Regions from separate parts of the Cyprinus carpio genome. Here region 2 is linked to region 1. The links are chromatin contacts, called in public Hi-C maps. All regions are on one chromosome and are shown on one strand. The core of a region is the stretch at or near the end of the contact, and the rest is flanking DNA. Distances in the headings are between cores, read along the strand shown.

What was found. Hi-C and Micro-C count contacts between places; a contact is called where the count stands out from the background.
Region 2: a Hi-C map of liver shows a contact between it and region 1, with 5 times the contacts expected there. The contact joins the enhancer-like site here to the promoter of LOC109069801 in region 1. A contact is called at or near these places in 6 of 8 Hi-C or Micro-C datasets (liver and skeletal muscle).

What each region holds. Positions count from the first base shown.
Region 1 is chrB25:8,620,366-8,625,563 of ASM1834038v1, forward strand. LOC109069801 (A-kinase anchor protein 13-like) reads left to right here and starts at 2,768. Exons shown (of 41, transcript XM_042752714.1): 1 at 2,768-3,190.
Region 2 is chrB25:8,663,503-8,668,700 of ASM1834038v1, forward strand. It overlaps LOC109069801 (A-kinase anchor protein 13-like), which reads left to right. Exons shown (of 41, transcript XM_042752714.1): 7 at 1-1,500; 8 at 2,477-2,550. Among protein-coding and RNA genes, the nearest start is that of LOC109069801, 43 kb to the left of the region's middle. Within about 2 kb of position 1,964, at least 1 of the 8 cell types and tissues checked has an H3K27ac peak or open chromatin away from gene starts, as enhancers often do. A contact at or near this core is called in liver, where this site is marked.

The DNA.
Region 1 (5,198 bases), core at 1,518-4,017:
GACAAATATTAAGAAACATCGGACTTCTGACTATAATTGATCAGAATCTAGCATTTTATGTGGAATTCATGAATATTTGTCTTCTTTATGAACATTTGCCTTACTAAGTGCTATAGCAGCTATAACCACCATTTACATTTATTAAAGCATCTCAAAAATGACTTTGTCTTAATGTTATTCTAAATAATTGTTTAAGCTAAAAGAAAGTATATAAATTCTGAAAAATATATTGTTTTTCTACCATCTTGGCAATACCTGAAATTCACAAACATGTCATATTGTGAGTCTGTGCTGGACAGTGAGTTGCCGAGATCAGTGTGTTCTGGAGCAGCCCAGCATGATAGGAACCGGAGCCAGTGTTCCTCGTGCGCTCTTATTTATTTAACCCAAGACAAACCCTAGAGAGAGAGCGAGAGAGAGAGAGAGACAGACAGACAGAGAGAGAGAGAGAGAGAGAGAGAGAGAGAGAGAGAGATAAAGACAGTAAGAGAAATAATGAAGGAGTCTCAATTCATTCAGAACCCAAAGAAAGCACCACAGCCCTTGATAGACAACAGACACGTGGTAGCAGTGAAACCAGAGGAGACTCTTGGGCCTTTTCTCCATCTTTCATCTTGGCTGCAGCACTGAGAGAAAATAAGTGCAAAGTAATAGAGGGGAATCAGTGGATCTATACAGTTAAAAGAATGCCTATACACTGGAATTGCAGTAGATGGTTTTGGTATACAGAATGTTTATTTTGACAGACAGACAGACAGACTGTCCGACCGATATAGAAAAAACATAGAAATACTGACAGATAGACAGAAAGAAATACATATTAACAAAGACAGAGGGACGGACAGATGGACGAACAGATATATAGATAGATAGATAGATAGATAGATAGATAGATACAGACAGACAGACAGACAGTTAGATAGATAGATAGATAGATAGATATAATACAGACAGACAGTAGGATAGATAGAGATAGGATAGATAGATAGATAGATAGATAGATAGATAGATAGGACAGACAGATAGATAGACAGATAGAAATAGATACAGATAGATAGATAGATAGATAGATAGGATAGAGTTAGACAGATAGATAATAGATACAGACTAGATAGATAGATAGATAGATAGATAGATAGATAGATAAAAATAGATAGATAAGATAGATAGATAGATAGATAGATAGATAGATAGATAGATAGATAGATAGATAGATAGATAGATAGATAGATAGATAGATAGATAGACAGACAGAAATACAGACTGACAGAAAGACAGATAGATAGATAGAGAGATAGATAGATAGATAGATAGATAGATAGATAGACAGACAGACAGACAGACAGACAGAGAAAATACAGAACAGACAGACAGACAGACAGACAGACAGACAGACAGACAGACTGACAGAAATACAGAGACAGACAGACAAATACATAGAAAGACAGACAGACAGACAGACAGACAGACAGACAGACAGACATAGACAGAAATACAGACTGACAGAAATACAGAGACAGACAGACAATAGGTATAAAAAAAAGTGAAGATATATAGACAGAAATAGATATAGATAGATAGACAGAAAGAAATTAGGTAGGCAGAAGGAAATACAACAGACAGACAGATAGACAGACAGACAGACAGACAGATAGACAGACAGTGATAGTTATAGAAAAGCAAAGACAGAAAAACAGACAGACATAGAAAGATAGAAAACATATATAGACAGACAGACAGACATAGTTACAGAAATACAGACTGACAGAAAGACAGTGATAGGTATAAAAAAAAGTGAAGACAGAAATACAGACAGACATAGAAATACATAGATATAGGTATAAGTGAAGGTGGAGATAGAAATTACCAGATAGATAGATAGACAGACAGACAGACAGACAGACAGACAGACAGAGAAATACATAGAAAGACAGACAGACATAGACAGAAATACAGACTGACAGAAAGACAGTGATAGGTATAAAAAAAAGTGAAGACAGAAATACAGACGAGAAAATACAGAATAGACTTGTTTTTCACATAGAACAGACAGACAGACGGTAGACAGACAGACAGACATAGATAGACAGATAGACAGACAGACAGTACAGAAATAGTTTAGATAGACAGATAGAAAGCAGAAGATAAAAGACAGTGAAGTTATAGAAAAAGACAGACAGAAGAAGAAAAGCAAAGACAGAAAAACAGACAGACATAGAAATACATAGAAAGACAGACAGACAGACAGACAGACAGACAGTGATAGTTATAGAAAAGCAAAGACTGAAAAACAGACAGACAAAGAAATACATAGAAATGAATGGAAGACAGACAGTGATAGGTATAGAAAAGCAAACACAGAAATACAGACAGAGATAGAAATGCATATTTACACGGACAGACAGACGAACAGAAATACGAATTGATCCCAGTTGTAATATTTAGACTGTCCACACGAGGTCAGTCATATTCATTTTATAACTTCATTGGGCATTGGATATGTTTCAATATGAAACCTAAGACAAAAATCTAAATTGGCAGCGTGGCTTCTTATACAGTCATCGCTTAAAAGTATCCATTAATCAAACAAATAAAAGCATTTAAATGACATAGACCTACACTACAGCCTAAACAACAACTATAGTCATATAATCTAAATAAAACCCTAATATAAGTATTCATGCACGTTAACACCTCGTTCAAGAGCAAGAAATGAGTAAACATTCACGAGTCCTATTCAAGCTCGAATGAATAAACAGTCAAGCATGCGACATTCAGGGCCAGAGAGACACCTCACTGCTCCCACTAACTGCTGCTGGTCCCGCCCTGTGAGACACGCGGACTAGAAGAATAGAAGTTGCTACAGTGTTACAAGTGATCTGTGTCTCTCCATTCTGAGACCGTTTTACATTCGTCAAAACCCGCAGCGCAGAATAAAAGTTCCAGCATCGTAACAAGCGTTTGTTTTGGTACATTTTAGAACGCTTTTACTCCAGTCAGACGCCGTAGCGCAACATTATAACAAAGTAGTTTGTCTCGCGACGTTCATTGGAATAGAAGGACAGCTCAACGTGTTTGCGGTAACCAGCCAAACAGTCCCAAGCAGACAACGTTGGATGGTGTTTTGTGAGCGTTTAAAGGGAATGAGAGTGAACGAGGGAAGCAAGCTTTGAGCACTGCAGCGTTCGAGGTAAGATAAGACAACCTCGAATTTCCTACAAGAATTGCCGTGAAGTCATTGTGAGGATTTCGGCAGATTATGTTTTAGATGTTTTATTTGTGTCGTAATAACTTCTTAACTGCAGCAGGATATTAACCCCTGCTGGTAGACCCACACATAACTGTGTGGAACATGGTTTCTAGTGGATCCGAGCTGGCCTTTAACTGGATCCCGCATGTCACATTTATTTATAACACTTTTATTTAGAATTTAGGGGAAAAGGGTGTAGATGCTTAACAAGTATTATTGTATATAATAATAAAAATTTAAAAAATGTTGTTGTAAATGAAATTATAAATAATTCTGTGTTTATATTTCTAGAAGTCAGTATATTCTTCTTATGGCAGTAAATAGCTAAAACATTACATTTCGTCACAATAGCCACACTGTATACAATATTTTTTTATTATTATTCAAATCATTGTACTGAATGTAAATTCAGTTATTGTCTAGTCTACCAACTACCATGTCCCAAAAACTAGCTTGACCATCTTAAGATGGTATGACCAGCTGGTGGTTTCAGAACAACTAGAAAACTATCATGTTCCAAAACACATGGATCCGCTTTCAGACAGGGACATTTATAATTTAATTGCATAATTTAATTATATTTATGTTTATATTACAATTATTTTATTTCATGTTTAATTGTTCAGTTGTTTATGTGAACTATTTTTTGTATTTTTGTTTTGTTTACTTTTTCCTTTAATCGGTTACCTTATTTTCTCTCATTTCTGATCTTGAAAGAAAGATGGTTTATAATTAGACTAAAAAACTAGTTAAAACTGTTTGGATTATACACTATTTGGTGACAGGTGTGTTTTAGACAAACATGCCTTTGATGTTGATCAGAACTCACCTCAGCAGAGTGTTTATATCAATAGCCCGGTTTGAACCCCTGCTGTTATTCTAATCATTCTGTGGCCTGATATAGAAGGTGTTCACATTTAACCTGAACCTTTCCTCTTCAAAGCTGTAAAATTTAAAGAATTTATCTCATCAGGTTACGTGACTCATCAGATTAGCCTGTGAAAATGACAGAATCAAAGACAAAGGCCGAGTTGACTGTTAGTAAACATAAGATTGTGCCTTGCACTTTGTTATTAGAAATATGTTTTTTTTTGTGTGTGTGTTCCCAGACTACACAGTCCTAGATTGTTGTTCTTTTGTCTAGAAGCTTTGGAATTCCCAGGATGTGTTTTGTATTTGGTTGTCTGTCGTTCCTGGCATCTATTATTCATTTAAGCTCTGGTTCTCAATTGGTTTTACTTGTAGGACTTGTATTGAACATCAAGAACTAACATAGATTATTGCAAAAAGGTTAACAAAAAATCCTTAACATTTAAGTTTTATTTTATATTAACATGAAATACAAGCTTATTTATTTGCTCTCCTAGCTATGCATGATAGTTTTGTTTTATTATTTTCATTTAGCCTTTTCCGTGACTCACCAGTTGAGAACTGATTTAAAAGTTTCTGTATGTTGCGCTTTTGCTCCTTTTGGAATTGCTTATGGAAATCTTGCTTTTGCTGGCCAGATCTAAAATCTAATAACCTTGCAGATTTTTTAATTTCCTCAGTACTCTCAGGGTATTTGCCACCTTAATGAGCCACACATGAAAACTGGAATACAGAAATAATAATGGAAGTCCGAGTTTTTATTGTTAATCCAAATTCCGGGCCTGTTCCTTTCTCGAAATGCAGTTGTCAAACAGTGAAAGTGTCCGCTAGCGATTATGGAGATGAAACCACTGCCAGAAGAAATCCAAGAGGGTTCATCTGTATCTCATTACAGAGAATGCAGTTTTAGCTTCTTTCTGGTAGATGTTTTCTGTCGAGATCAGTACTGAGTTGACTGATTGGAATTCTTGGGGGATTGATCATTTAGGAAAGATTGCACCGCAGCATCACTTATAATCTAATCTATATTGGTGGTCATCATTGACCAAAAAAGGCATGATTAGCTTAGTTTTGCAGC
Region 2 (5,198 bases), core at 714-3,213, 42 kb after region 1:
CACATGGTAGCCTAGAGACAGAGACAGGAAATCTTATCGAACACACCAAAGGCAACACTGAGTCAGTTTCTGGTTTGGTTACGGATGATGCTAGCATAAAGCAGAACTCTGGATGTAGCATTTCAGAGGGTGGTCCTTTGGAATTGTTAAGTCTCCTGCCAAACATGGCACCAGGACCAGTGCATAAGGTTCGACGAGGGCTCTCGCCTGTTACTGAGACTTCCTCTCATGAAGGTCCAGCTGTGGAGCCCTTTTCTGAAACTACAGAAAGTTTTCAGCAGCCACCCCAAGTCACACAATCTTCAGAGACTGCATTAGAATGTCAGGATATTTTGTCAAATGACACAAACTGTGACATCAGCGCAAAAACAGGGAATTCTGTTGGCATCACTGCAGAGATTTTGTCTTGCCGGATTGATGGGTCTCTACCTGATGGAAGCAAGGAGAAGGTAGCCCCAAATGAGAGGATAAACAACCCTAAGGAGATCTTTGAAGAGCCGGAATCAGTAAAGGACATTGTTGTCTCACAGTTGGATGACAAATCAAAATCTTCTGATGAATCTTCTCTGCCTGTTGACTCTGAAACCTTTATTGTAAGTGATTTACAACAGGATGTGTCTACAGTACTGCCTTCTGAACATTGTGGAGCTGATATAATTGTAGGATCTCCTTTCAAAGAAGAGGCATCTGAAATGTTTGTTCAGCCAGATTCTACATCCAAACTGGTTGAGCAGATTCCTGAGGAATATTCTGGAGATACCTCAAATGAAAATCTAATTTGTGAACCAGGGGAACCATCAGTTCTAGTGTCCACTTTGCAAGGGGACCCGAAAATTAAGGATGTTGATCCAGATGAACCTCTACAGGAAAGGGAAATTGACTCCACTTCACAGGACACAATCACCGAGCTCCCTGATCCGTCGGAAATCACACACAATGATTGTCCTGAATCCAAAGCACAGTTCCAGCTCCCTGAATCCTCCAAGGAGAGTGCAAACACACCATCAGAACCAACTGCTGAATGTGTGAATGACCTAGACCTGTCTTGTGCCTCACTCCTAACAGAAAGCCAAGGTGACAGACATTCTGAGACACCCTTCACTGATGGAGTAAAGATCTCTGCTGTAATTCCTGGTGGGGATGAATGTGTTGAAATGACTACCGATATATGCGAGACGACTGTCTCTGGGGACAGCCCGTGTTCTCCCACAGACACCACCAGTGGTTCAGCTCTGGAGAGCTCCTCCATGTCTGATCCACTCAATGCCTCATCCTCAACGGCTGAGCTCACTTCCCCTTTGGATATTAATAGTGGATTGCTCCAGAGTTTGGAAAACACTTCCCTAGTGGATATAGACAATGGTTTGTCTGAAGAACTGCAGCCTTCAGAAACACCTGAGAGCCTGAATGGATTACATCAAGATATGCCTGATTGTTTGATGGAGCACAGTGAAACTCTTCAGAAATGTGCTGAGGAACCACATGTCGAACAAATGACAGGTAATGCATTTTTATTTTTCATTCTAGCAGTGCTGACATAGATTGTGTAAACAAGTATTTTAGGGAGTCTGATGCTAAAAGATGAAAGTCTGAAACTTTGTCCTGCCGCTAAATGAAGTGTCATGCCATTCCAATCAGACTGTTTACAGCTGAAGCTAGTTTGTCATTAGATTCATTGTATTCTGACACATGCTTGTGTGTGTGCATGTGAATACAATGGTGTTTGCCTTACAAACTATTTTCTATGGACATAACATTGAGTTATTCTTACTTGGGTCAATATTTATTCCCATTTTGTCTGTAATGTTATTTTTAGTAATGTTTAAGCAAAATACTGCCATCGATCAGCAGTTTAGTTTCCATCTAGAAGGAACAGTGTTAATAGGGAGTGTTTGCAAATGACAGTGTGTATTAGCAGCACATTGTATCATGGCAACCTGGTGATGTCACCTCTGTCTCACATCATAGAATGAAAACAGTTGAAAGATTGTCTTGTGAACATTTATTTTACAAGGTAGACGCCCAGCTCTTTTCCACATGGATTGAGAGTTCAGCATTGTTCTACTAATAGCTGCTTACTGTATGTGTTTTATCACATTCATGGAGCGGCTGAGCTCAGCTGGAAAGGAGGAATAAGTAATTTCCTTTTATCAAAAGTACAGGGTTAATAACGTATCTGAATGGTCTTATCATGATTTGCTCATTACTAAGTAAACAAATAAACCTGGGCCACTGAAATGTTCGCTCTTCGGACATGAATCAGCAGCTGAGTTAATGAATTACGTATTGCTTTTTGGAAGTTTCAGTTAAAAGTCACGTATGTGGATTTCCTCGAAACTTATTTAAATTAAGCGTTTTGTTGTTTGTACATGCCTCATCATCTACAGTAAGTTTGACAAAATGGCAACTGAAAAGTGCTTCAGCCTTTTTTCAGTTCCAAATTATAAATGTCCTATGTCTTGATTCCACTTCACAGATGACGGCACTTTAGCAGAGGATGCAGTGGACGGACACCAAGACTCCTCAGCAGACATAGCGAATGCCGAAGCGGTGAATATTCTTTGGCTATTATCCTCAACCTGCCATCCACTAAAAAAATCATTAACATTTAGACCTCTTGGTATGATTCACTCAGAGTTTGCTTCCAGCCACCCTGAATTCTCAGTAGATAGGACGGTGGTAGTTTCCCAAAAGGCTCCACGGAGCAGAAATTTAGGGATGTTTTCAACCTGACCTTCTGTCGTAAATCTGATTTCTTTGCCTGGTTGCTGAAAGAGCCTTAGCGTTCTGACGCAGGTCTGAGTTACAAGTGCTGAACTGTGTCACGCAAGGTCAAACTTGCAGATATGGGAACACTGCCACCCTACAGCTCACACTGTGGTTCTGTGTGTGTATGCTGTCCTTTTTCTCATGAAGTAAAGATGACATCAGCCTGAACACCTTTTTTTCCCCAGTTGTGTGTCATAGGGGTGATATCCGTGGCGAGAAAACTGAGAGGGAGGAAGGGAAGATGTGATAGCTTGGGTGTTTATGCAGGCCAGTAAGAGTGATAGAGTGAGATGTCTATCTTCAGTCTTTGGAAGTTTCTGATTAGAAAGAACTTCAGTTGTTTATTTTGTCATCTTCCTGTGGGAATCTGTATTGTTTTGACTTCTTCCTGTGCCTCCCAGTTTGGTTTTGGAGTACCTGATAGGATCTAAAACTATTGTTGAGGAGGTGAAAGCCCATTCACACCAAAAATTATAACTTTAACTATAACTGCAGCCATGAAGTTTTAATAATAATTATAATTCTTGAGAACGGGAAATGAGAAAAGGGAAGTCCACACCACAGCTATAACAATATCAGGGGAATAACTTTCAGATTTCTTTTTTTTTTTTTTTTTTTTTTCTGAACGATAAAAACGGGTCACAATTCACCTGACTTTAAAGAGTTGGCATATAACAAAACTGCAGTGCATACAATAGAATATTGTACAGAATACTTTCATGTAATGGTGTGGACACTATCGTTATAGTTAGCGTTTTTAGTGTGGATAGGCCATAAAGCACTGGAAACTGACATGTTTTTGCTAGCATGTTGCGACTACCATCAATTGTTTTGATTGTGGTTAATTCAAGCATGAGTGATGAAATTATCCTTTTCTCCTACGTAATATTACTGATTGACATAATAGGTTTTCATTCAGTCTTGTTTGTGTTCAAACAAATTAGCAGAGAATGCTAAATCTCATTTTGTAAAACCATTAGCTAGCTTTAGCGGCTTTCTTCCAGTTTAATTTGAATCTAGGTCCTATTTGAATAACAACAACAAAAATTATGAATTACCCAGTTATTGACTGTCTTTCTTTTTTATTTATTTTATTTTTTTACTCCCTTCTGACCTCTCTTGTCAAAGTAGCTTCTTTTGTCTCTGTTGCCTCTGAAATCAAGCTACATTTAAACTTATCTGCTGTTTGGCATGCAGACTTGAACTGCATCATGAGGTTGTGTACTGTGGCTACATTGTCAGCATTTGAAAGAAATTACACTCTGGAACATTCTGTCTTGATAGACTTTTGAGATGAGAGCAGAGGCCACATTTACAGAGCATCCTAATTTTGACTAGCATGCTAACTTTATCATTGCTGGTCCGATACAAACCACAAGAACGCCAGGGTCTTATTAGCAGTGCTTGCTAAAGCAGTATTACAGTTTGCATGTTTTTAAAATGAATGTATAAAATATATATTTTTTTATATATATATTTTTTTTATATATATATATTAACTTTTGTTGTCATTCTGTCAGTTAATTCATGAAGGTGGATTCAAAATCGAATCTGAGGTTGCTTCATTCACTCTAATTTGTCACGCTAACAAATTGCTTAACTAATTTGTATTTTTCCACATCAGAAAAACTCAGTCTTCAAATATGTCTTACCTTTGGAGGTAGCTGATAAATGAATTCCTCATTGCAGTTGCTTCCAACAGAGGGCAGCGTGAAATCCAAGTTATTTTTTGAAGAGGCTGAAGAGAGACGATTGTAATAATGAGCATGAGGGTATTCACTTTTTTAAAACATGGGCGAATGAATCATTCATAATAAAACCAGAAACGTGCTTTATGAACATAATTCATTTTTAATTTCATACTAACTTTGAATGTTTTTCATCCTGCACTTATGATGGGTAATGGGGTGTTTATTTTGGCTGTTTTTAGCTAATTATCTTGTGGCTTCTAGAGCGTTGTGGCTCCCTCTTGTGTTAGGATGCGCTATAACTCCTTCCAGATGTGCACTGAGCTGTATAGCAGTCTGCATATGTGTTAGAGAGAGAGAGAGACAAGGGCAAAAAAGCACAGACTGTGGTCTGAATATGCCACCAGCAGCATGGGAGCTGCCTATTCTTTCCTAACACAGCTTTCTTCGGCTCTTTTCATCTGTCCTCGTGCGGAAGGCCAGATGCATTGTGGGAACCCCTTTAAAGGAGTTCCTTTTTCACTAAACATCCAAACTAATGAACCACACAAGCCCACCCCTGGGAAACAGAGCCTTGGCGCGCACACTCACAAACACACACGCAAATCCAGCATCTAGTGTGTTGGAAAAAGGGACAAGGCTGCCTCTCAAGTGCTGGAATGTGAAGTGTAAGAATGGCGTGATGTTGAAGAAAAGCAAAGGGCTGGTGTTTGGTGGAGTGGGAGGGTTGAAGACACCACT